Regions from separate parts of the Hordeum vulgare genome. Here region 2 is linked to region 1. The links are chromatin contacts, called in public Hi-C maps. All regions are on one chromosome and are shown on one strand. Each heading gives the region's core, a stretch centred on a gene start, on an enhancer-like site or on the middle of the called end of the contact. The rest is flanking DNA. Distances are from core to core; before and after follow the strand shown. Region 1 holds the start of LOC123402752 (E3 ubiquitin-protein ligase WAV3-like). Region 2 has its middle 160 kb from the start of LOC123402752.

Region 1 (5,193 bases), core at 2,007-4,506:
TCCAATCAATGTTTGACAATATTGCACAGTTGAAATGTCAATTTGACAAGTCATTAAAATACTTTAAATTGTTTGGCAAACCAACACCCCAACGGCACTCATCAAGTCCCATTCAAAAGCCATTATCCAGCAAGACACCCACCTAAGATGCCTATATAATTCGATGTCTATATTTATAAATTCCAGCACACATAGTTATTGTGCCTGACAATCTAGCCAAGCAGACATGTCAGGTTAAAGAGTTAGTTTATGTAAGCAATGAGCTGATAATTAAACACTATAGAAATGGTAGGAAACATTTATCCTAAAGCTTCCAAATCTACAAGCAGCTTACAAAGGTACTCCTTGTTCACACGCAGTCGGATTTCATTCAACTAATATTAGGATGGTTTTCCATATTTTATTAGGATGATGGGGCTGTTGTCAAGAACCTACCTTCATTAACGAGCCTATTCTAATGAATGAATGGTCTTGCCAAGAACCACCAAATCTTTTGGAAGGTATTTATTTCGGAACGTTGACCACAAGGAAAACAAAAGCTCATCTCAATCAACTTGTAGATTTGTAGCTGTGTCTCAACCTCATGCATGCATTTGAACATTTATTCAAGGCCACTCTGCATGCTATATCCTCCCACCCACCCTCTCGTTAGGTGGTCTCAATTCTCAACCATGTCCAATTTTTCATTATAATTATCACCAGTGTACCAATATTATAATTATAATTTTCATATTTTCTAAATATAGTGGAATAGACAAAAGGATTTTTCCAAGGTTGGTACTATTTTCTTTACTGTATTTTCATAATAAAACTAACACAGAAAACCAACCAGCACATCACATGAAAAGATAAATAGAAGTGCAAAACATACTATTGCAATACATAATAAAGGTCAAAGGATAACAATTAGGGACTTATTTTAGGAGTTTGACAAAACCACGATCAAATTCAACTGTCCTCTAGTGCTTAATGGATGCATCTGTTTATCAGCACTGCTGTATAGGTTCCAACTAATATTGGTTTGACCAAAGCATAAAATGGGACAACTTTAGACAATACCTACCACAAATGCTAGTCAACATAAAATTGCTGATAAAAATCCATACATCACTATGCTAAAGTAGCTCCTAGTTGTATTTATCAGGGACTGCCGACACCACAAAAACCAATGGAATCAGCATTTCTGTCATTGTGGTTTTCCAGCTGTACAGTTTGGCAACTCTTAAACAAGTTAGGAAGACATTAGTTCAAGCATCACACTATGCCACAAGTAGAGGCCCTACCTAACTTCGCACACAAAAATAAATTTCTTGGCAAAGATTTGCAAACATTGCATATTTAGCGTTTGCAAAGGCAGTGATGAGTAATGTAAGCATCGCAATAAATAATAAACCTGGTTTTTATTCTCTGAAATGTTTTCCATTTATTTCTGAGTTCTGACCAAGGCAAGCAAATTGAGCACCGCCAAGCTAACACCATGCAGATAAATGTCAACCCTTTTAGGAGATCCTTCTCCCAAAGAACATATTGAGGAGATCCTAGGGAAGTTGCTGGCCAATTCTTGTACAACATCTAACCAAGTCATACATACTACTAGTAAACTATAAAGTGTGAACCCATCGATAAAGGCATCAACGAATCGTCACCACCGCACAAAAAAAAATAGTGATTAATGTAAGAAAAAATCAGATCTTGGACCATTCAAAGCAATCACGTGCTTGCCATGACAAGCTAGTAATACAAGATAACAAAAATAAAAATGCCAATAAAATGTAATGCAAGGCTGGCCATTCAGCGTTCCTGGTAATGGATAACAGCTCAAGTTGGAAGGGTTCGCCTTTAGCAAATTAAGAAACGTGATGGTAAGATGATACACGTGACCATGTGGATATTGTTGACCAGAGAGGCCAACTTTCCCTTTCGGGCAGGAACAAGTAGAGACGATTGAAATGAAGCTTACGTTAAGCTACGTTTATCCCACAGAAAAAAGAGCAAGTGGAATTGACCGTAAGTCGATACCAAAAAAATTGCAACTATGTTAGAAATCTACCTATATGTAGTGAAGAAGAGAGCGACAGGATATGAAAAATTATGGTGGTGTAGAATATGGCACAAACAGACTAGCATTATTTTGTCAATGGGCATGTGCAAACAAAATTGGGATATTCCCTTGGAGCAATGTTAAAAAGAAATAGATTGACAAAATCATCAAATATGCAAATGAAACTTTTTTGTGAGAATCTGCCGACTCGTCTTCCTCCGGGGACAGAAAAAGAAAACAATAAAAGCAAAATGAAATGGCAAATCTAATTACTAGTACAGGTGGAGTTCTGAGACAAAACATGATGCTCCCAATTAAAAAAGTCAGATGCATACAAAACTGTTGCTAGACGCAAATCAAGATAGACCAAAACGGAACTGCCATCACTCCAACCAAAAATTGCCGGCAAGAAGAACGACATCTGGACCTAAATCTTCCACTGGTGAAACCACATTGCTCCAACCAACACCTGGACTCAACCACTTGTAGGGGAAGCCTGTGGTGACCGCGGCATTTCACATCTAGCGTAGTACTGTAGTATGTCCGAGTAGCCCGCACGCAAACCAAGGACAAATCTTAACGCAATGGCCGGGCAGAAGGAGGGATGTGGGAGAAAGGGCTCACCTTGGAGGACTTGGCTCCCGACTTGGACCTGCGGAGCAGCGCACCGGCTGCCTCCGCCTGCGCCGGCGTATTGGGCGCGGACGCGTGCGCCGCCGCCGCCGCCAGCGCCGCCGAGTCCTGGGAGAAGGCGTCGGACGCGCGGCGCTCGCTGGCGCAGTCCTCCCGGTCGCCGGCGACGGCGGGGAGGTGCGCGCAGAGGCCAATGCCCATCGCCCTCTTGGCCTTCCTCCACATCCCCTCCATGAGCGCCGACACCCGGCAGATTCGCCCCCTGGGACCTCACACAAAACGCTTGTGTACTACGTAGTATACGTGACACCCGCCTCTTCTTCCCTCTGACTGGTAGGGGTACTAGGAGGAGAGGAAGGGGCGGTGGTTTTGAAGGAGGGAGGGAGCCGCCATTGGAGAGCGAGGGGAGGGGAGCGGTGGTGTGCGTGCTGCCTGCTTTTGGTTTGACCTCTGCGGCGAGAGAGACAGGGCGACAGAGAGACAGCCAGGCAGGCTGGCAAGCGGCGCACAGGAGGATGGTGGAGAGGGGGCGGCGTTTTGACTATGGTGGGAGAAACGAGAAATTGGTGCTGCCAAGGCTTTGGCTGGTTCGGTCGCCGGTTGGTGGGCGCCATAAATCGCAGTGAAGCTTGTGGCTGTGGGCGGGCGGGATACGTACCTTCATGGATGGATGAAATGTCAAATCTCACTACTAGTAGTACCTTCATGGTGTATGCACACACGTCAGACCAGTTGTCTCGTACCTATTAAGGCCCTCTTTATTTCACAAGTTCCGGAACTTTTTTTTTTAGTTTCAACTGGCAAAAATTCCGTGCGTTGCAACGGAAGAGAAAATAACACATGCTTTGAACATAATATATTTTCGCATGGCGTCACATTTGTGTTGTCGACGATGACCTTAGTGCTCACACAACGAAAACGCGTTTGAATGTACAATCACTCGAAATAAGATGAGAAATATGTTGTTTCTCCCCATGAGATTTTCCAAAGGTGTGCATGTGTGGTTAACGATGTTTCTTTCCTCTCAATTTGATTTTAATTTAATGGATATTTATTGCAATTCGTATGGTCGTCGTAAAGAGAGAAAAAAAAGAGTGTGCACTACAGATTAAGTTTGCACCAAAAATAATATTTAATAAGTATTCAACAGCTAAAAATAACATTCTGTTTAGATTCTATACATTTTTTCAATCAAATTTCATATATAACATGTTAAAATCGGAGTTACGGTTTAAAAGATATGGATAATTTTGTTTTAGATAAAATATTGATTGATTAACTAAAAAGTCAGGGTTTTTTTGTTAAAACAAAAAAACGTTTCGGCTGACTTAAATAGGGACGGCGGGTTGATTACCTGAAACATCAGGGAGTTTTCTATAAAATGCAAAAAAACGGTTCGGCTCTAACTAAAAGATGGACCGCGGGTTGATTATCTAAAACTGTGAGGATTTTTTTGCAAAACGACAGAAAACGGTTCGTTCTGACTTAAAGTTGGACTGTGGGTTAATTAACTGAAACTGCGAGGGCTTTTCTGCAAAATGACCGACGACGGACGACAGAAGCGATGCGTGCTTTATTATTAGGGGAGACTTAAAAGTCCCTAGTCCCTACCCGTTTGTTTCCAGAGACTAAGAGGGTGCTTGGATACGTTTTAGTCCCATGACTAAAAGTAATGAGACTAAAACTTGCTAGCCTCACCGATGCTTGGATTCAAGTACTAAAGAGACTAAAATCAGTTAATGAGTATTTATTATCCTCCAAACCCTCCAATCCAGAACTTGCATGAGGAGTTAAATGAAGAGAGAGAGGACTAATGCACATTTTAGTAGGGGTACCCCTGACTAAAAGATTTTAGCCTCAAGACTAGTTTTAGCCTCTCTTTAGTCAAGGGTGCTTGGAACTTTAGCCTCTTAAAGAGACTAGTTTTAGTCTCTTGGATCCAAGCACCCTCTAAATAGGGACTAGAGGTCATTAAATGACATGCAAAAAGACCATGTTACCCTTAGTGATGTAGTAGTAGTTATTAAATGACATGCTAAAAGTAGGGGCATTGTTGGAAAAAGTGCCAAAAAGTCCCCAAAAGACCATCCCATAGGGACTTCTCCAAATAGTCCCAAATACCCTCTTTTAGTCCCTAAAAGTCCCTCCTGTTTGTTTAACATGGGACTTTTTTTAGTCCCTACACCAAAATGTCCCTGGAAACAAACACCCCCTAAGTTGAGTATTTCTTCCATTTTTTTGTGCGGGTGAGTATTTCTTCCATTTCAACATTGTTAATCATGCATTGCTATATTTTTGACCCAATCATATATGGGAATTGCGACTGTAATTGTGGACTTAATCTCGTTTGTCGAATCAGCCAGCAGTTTACAGACAAATCCAAAAAAAAATTGGGAGGAACAAAAAACATCGATTACAAAACAATTCTACACTCACATTTGAAATGTTGTATGTTGTGATATATCCCCAGGATCACCCTCTGCATTTTAAAAACAAATAGAAAAACATGCCAAAAATAA
Region 2 (4,638 bases), core at 1,450-3,949, 160 kb after region 1:
ATTAACAAAATATGAACCACAGTATATTATAAAAAGGTTGGTGAAATATTAGGTAAATGTATAATTAAACTTTGACCCAAAATTAGAGAGCGCCGCACCGAGGAATTAGTTGCTACGGTAGGGCAAAAGAGGATTATTAGCCGCTGAAGGGCGCTTTATTTTTTTTTTTTATTTGATAATATGTATCTCATTTATATCATAAAGATTAAAGTATAAATTCTACATAATAAAACTGAAAAGATAGAAAAACATCCCCAAATTTGATACCAACATCCGTCATCTTCACAGCAGCCACGGAAGAAAAGTATGACCACCCTATGTTCACGCTGACCATCCTGTACGGCTTCTTCCGAAGTATACTCCGCGAACTTCGTATACTGGTATTCCACGAAAAAAGAACTGAGTGTACTAAAAAAAATAGTAATCCCCTTCCTACATAGTATCCGGGAATGGGTATTTCCACAAGTACGAACTTCATAGAACACGTGTTGTAAAATACCAGTGGCGCCGCCGTTTGCTGCAAACTTGTCAAATGCGACCAGATTGGGTTGAAAGCATCCACGCGACCAAATCCGCACCCATTTCTCGCATCCTCGGTCACGGAATAGCGTCCTGATCCACAACGGCCAACCGTGTTGTGTGTGACCTACTCACAACCGAAACCCTTCATCATTGAGAAGATGACGACGGCCCATGATGGCTGTACATCCACTGTCACGTTTGACATATGCACTATGGTTAGTTTTTTTTTCTGGTTGTGTGAATTCAACTCGGGTTAGAGCATCTCCAACAGCCGCGCTTTCCGCCGTGCCCAAAAAATTAATTTGCCGCGCGCGCTTCGCCTGGTTTGACGCGTCGCGCAACGCTGGCTCCAGCAGCGGCGCTAAAATGCAGCGCGCGCAAAAATGCAAACATGTGAATTTGACACAAACAAGTTGAGATGCATAAAAGTTCATGCCCACAAGTTCATCCAACCAAGTTCCAAATGCAAACAGGTTCATCTTCCTTGTCTTCGTCCTCATTTTTCAAAGACGATTCTTCCGCCACCGTAGATGAATCTTCCTCCCTAACCTCATCACGCACCGCATCACGTGAAGCTCCGACGGTGTTGGTAAGATCTTCAACGGCGGCCGGAGGTGCACCAATGCCTCCCATGGGAGAAGCAAAACTCATGCCTCCCATGACGGCCATAGCGTCGGAGGGTGCTCCAAAGCCACCCATGCATCCGATGGCGGCCGGAGGTGCACCCATGCATCCCATGCTTCTTCTTCGTCTTCGAGCTCCCGGAACCGTCCGCCGCCTTCTTCTTGCCAGTTGTTTTTTCCTTTCTTCAACCCCACCGCGGCGGCACGGGACAGGACGGCGGCGGCACGGGACGGCGTCGGCGCGACGCCACCCGTCGGCGTGGTCATCCGCGGCGGCAAGAAGAGGCTGCGCGCGAGGCCGACGGTCGGCGGAGCTCCGGCGGTGGCGGCGCCAACGCTCGCCGTGCTAGGGTTTTCGGCGGTGGCGGCGCCAAAGCTCGCCGCGCTAGGGTTTTCGGCGGCGGCGGCGCCAACGCTCGCCGTGCTAGGGTTTTTGGCGGCGGCGGCGCCAACGCTCGCCGCGCTAGGGTTTTCGGCGGCGGCGGCGGGGGGCTCGCGGCTGTACAGCGGGGTGAGCGGGGTGCCGGTCTGCGCGTCCATGGTGGCAGGGGCGCTGGGGCCGGCGCGCGCGGTGCGAAGGAGAAAGAAAAAGAGAAAGTTCGCGTGCTTGAGTCTGCCGCACGCGGAAGTGTGCGCTCCAAATTACCAGCGCGGGATGAGGCTATGGACAGCGCGCCCAACTTGTTTTAGCACGCGCGCGGTTTTTCGCGCCCGCTGGAGCATCCCGCCGCGTCGCGCGCGCGCTAAAAAGGAATATTTTTAAACGTGGCGTTTGTTTTGCGGCGCTGTTGGAGAAGGTCTTAGTAGCCATTAAGCCCATGAAGACGTACAGCTTGATTGTATATGAAACTGGTGCGCCTTAATTAGTTTGCAGATAGTCTACCACGTCCGGTTTAGTGTAGTACGCTACGCCGGGAAGAAAGAAATTAACGCCCGGAGTGGTATTATTTTGCAAGCTCTCGGCACAAAAAGGTGGGTCGGGTCTGGTGGAGTGCACTTGTTGGTCCGCTGGCCATTCGTACCAACTCTACGGGAGAAATACGATTATATACATCTGCGGAATGTAAAGTGGGCAGCGTATAGGCAGCGGCGGGGGATATGAATTTACTTACGATGAGCAGGAAGGAACGCACGTGAGGGCAATCCCAGCCCGAGATTCCGACGACCCCGTCCGTCTGCAGCGCTGCACGAGGCATCCTGATTGATTGATTTCCGCGCACACCGCTAAAAGCCCACACCCAAATCTCGACCCATCACCCTCTCATCCGTTTTAATCTTTCGACCATCACCGGATCGACGCACCGAGGGCATACTTTACTGGTTTAGGCCATATCGCGATCGCAGAAAGGAACCTGCCTAGCTAAACCGAGCATCCGCGTGAGCAGTAAATCCGGCGAGAGAGGAGAGGTACTCTACTGATACTACTAGGTGATGGATGATCGATGCGACGCAAAGCGGAGCGTGCGTGCAATTAGCGCCATGATGGCAGCGCTGCGCGCGAGAATCATGGCTTAACCGTCTAGATTAATGGGTGGGTACAGTAGCTAGCTTCCTAGGTCGTCTAGGTGTGCCCTTTTCTTTTCTGTGCTCGGCTCGAGTAGTACGCGTAGCTAGCTAGTACTAGTAGTGCTCACTTTCTGCCACAAAAGTGGCATGGCCTTTATGACAAAGGGGTGAGACGATCTCTGTTAAGCTCGACTGTCAAAAGGCTCATCCTACGGAAACGGCAGCGGGAAGTTTACCCAGCCTTCGTGGGCTGTCTAAAGGCTCAACGGTGTGGTGTGGGTCAACTGACGATGATGGGGTTTTCTCAAAAAATAAAGAAAACGACGATGATGGGACGCTGATATAAACGAGACAACACCTACAACTAATCATGCATGATTTTTGTGTTTTTATACATTGTTTGACCTGGTAGGTAGGAGCACGTACAATGATAAAAACGCTAAACATGCATCGGGAAACACTCATCATCTTCTTTCTTTTTTATGAAACGGATGCTGGCAATCTCTTGTGGAGCATCTCCAACGACAATTCATAAATTTTATCCGACGTTCGTTCGTGAATAGGGAGTCAGTCCACAAACATAGATACGCATACAACGCTAGCGACATACATTTGACCTTCCTCATTTCTTTTTCTAAGTTCCCATGATAAAATATCCGCATGCAAAAGGTACAAATGTTCAAATAGACACATGCAACACTAGTTCAAAATTTAAAAAGTTCAAATATTATATTTCAACAATTGTCTTCTTTTACCGCCCACTGTTGCTCAATCAGATATTTCTTCATCTACTCGTGAATTACTCGATGTCGAATTTGTTGATCCATTTGGATAAACTCTTCGAATGTGATTGGATTATGTTTCGGAAGTTGGACACGATCACCCATGTCAGAGCTGCGGCATCATCGTCATCCTAACTCTCGACGATCATATTATGTATGACCACCCAACATGTCATCACCTTCCACAAGGTCTGCAGATCTTATTGTTTCGCAAGTCCACAAACAACTACAAAATGGTCGTGCAGAACTCTGAATGCCTTCTTGATACTTTCTATCTGCTTCCTGTTTGGGGGCAAAGTGTGACTTTTTCTGGCCATGTGGGTTTGAGATGATGCTCACAAAGGTAGCCACGGATGAAAGATACCGTCAACCAGGTAGTTAGGGATGTAAATGGTATGGATAACTTTCGTTCCGAATCCGCTCTCGTATCAGTTTTGTAGGATATGGTATGCACTTACACAAATCCGACGATATGGATGCGGATACGGATTTTGCTCAGCCGGATATTTGATGGATATGGTATTGGTAATATCCGACGGATATGGATTATCCGATCTTTTTTGTAGATTATTTGAGGTTGTCAAATAGGATTATCTGATAAATTTAGTCCGATTGAGAAGCCTAAGTTCTCACGTGTGTCACTAGTATGTATGTTTTATGCATGAATGTATCTACGCCATGCAGGTGCAACTCCTCTTCTCAACATGCACAACGGGTCGTGGTGGTAGTCTGGTAAATCATCGTGAGCGAAATCAGTATTGGTTGCGGCCATGATCTACACTATAACCATACATGATGATGTATATATACATCGGCGGCGCATCAGACGGAGGTTTGTGATTGCGTACGTATACGCCGGTGGTACGTCCGGACGGTGGTTTGCATACATTTACACGTTGGAATTTCGAGTATGAACACTAGTAGTGCTTGCTTTTTTTCATGCATATATAAGTATGAACACCAACTTAATTTCTAGTAGTCAAGTAGAGTAGGATTCATCTTAATAGACTACAAAATAGTATGAGTTTATCGGTACTACATATTGTTACTATATCATGTGAGTTATAACTTTAAAACACCACTTTCTATAGTGTTATGTGCTTGGATGGAAATGTATTTTCATACTATTGCATAGTATAAATAAATCATGTCTCTTTACACATACCATCCGATATTCTTTTATCCGTTTTTTATTTGAATCCGCT

The links. A called contact is a pair of places that touch in the nucleus more often than the background predicts.
Region 2: a contact with region 1 is called in a Hi-C map of seedling, with 4 times the contacts expected there. The contact joins the enhancer-like site here to the promoter of LOC123402752 in region 1. A contact is called at or near these places in 1 of 6 Hi-C or Micro-C datasets (seedling) and 1 of 1 datasets of contacts at active chromatin or transcription factors (embryo).

Annotation. Positions count from the first base shown.
Region 1 is chr6H:368,560,585-368,565,777 of MorexV3_pseudomolecules_assembly, forward strand. LOC123402752 (E3 ubiquitin-protein ligase WAV3-like) reads right to left here and starts at 3,257. Exons shown (of 2, transcript XM_045096705.1): 1 at 2,666-3,257. The coding sequence starts at 2,908.
Region 2 is chr6H:368,726,117-368,730,754 of MorexV3_pseudomolecules_assembly, forward strand. No RefSeq gene overlaps it. Among protein-coding and RNA genes, the nearest start is that of LOC123402752, 160 kb to the left of the region's middle. Within about 2 kb of position 2,700, at least 3 of the 3 cell types and tissues checked have open chromatin away from gene starts, as enhancers often do. A contact at or near this core is called in seedling, where this site is marked.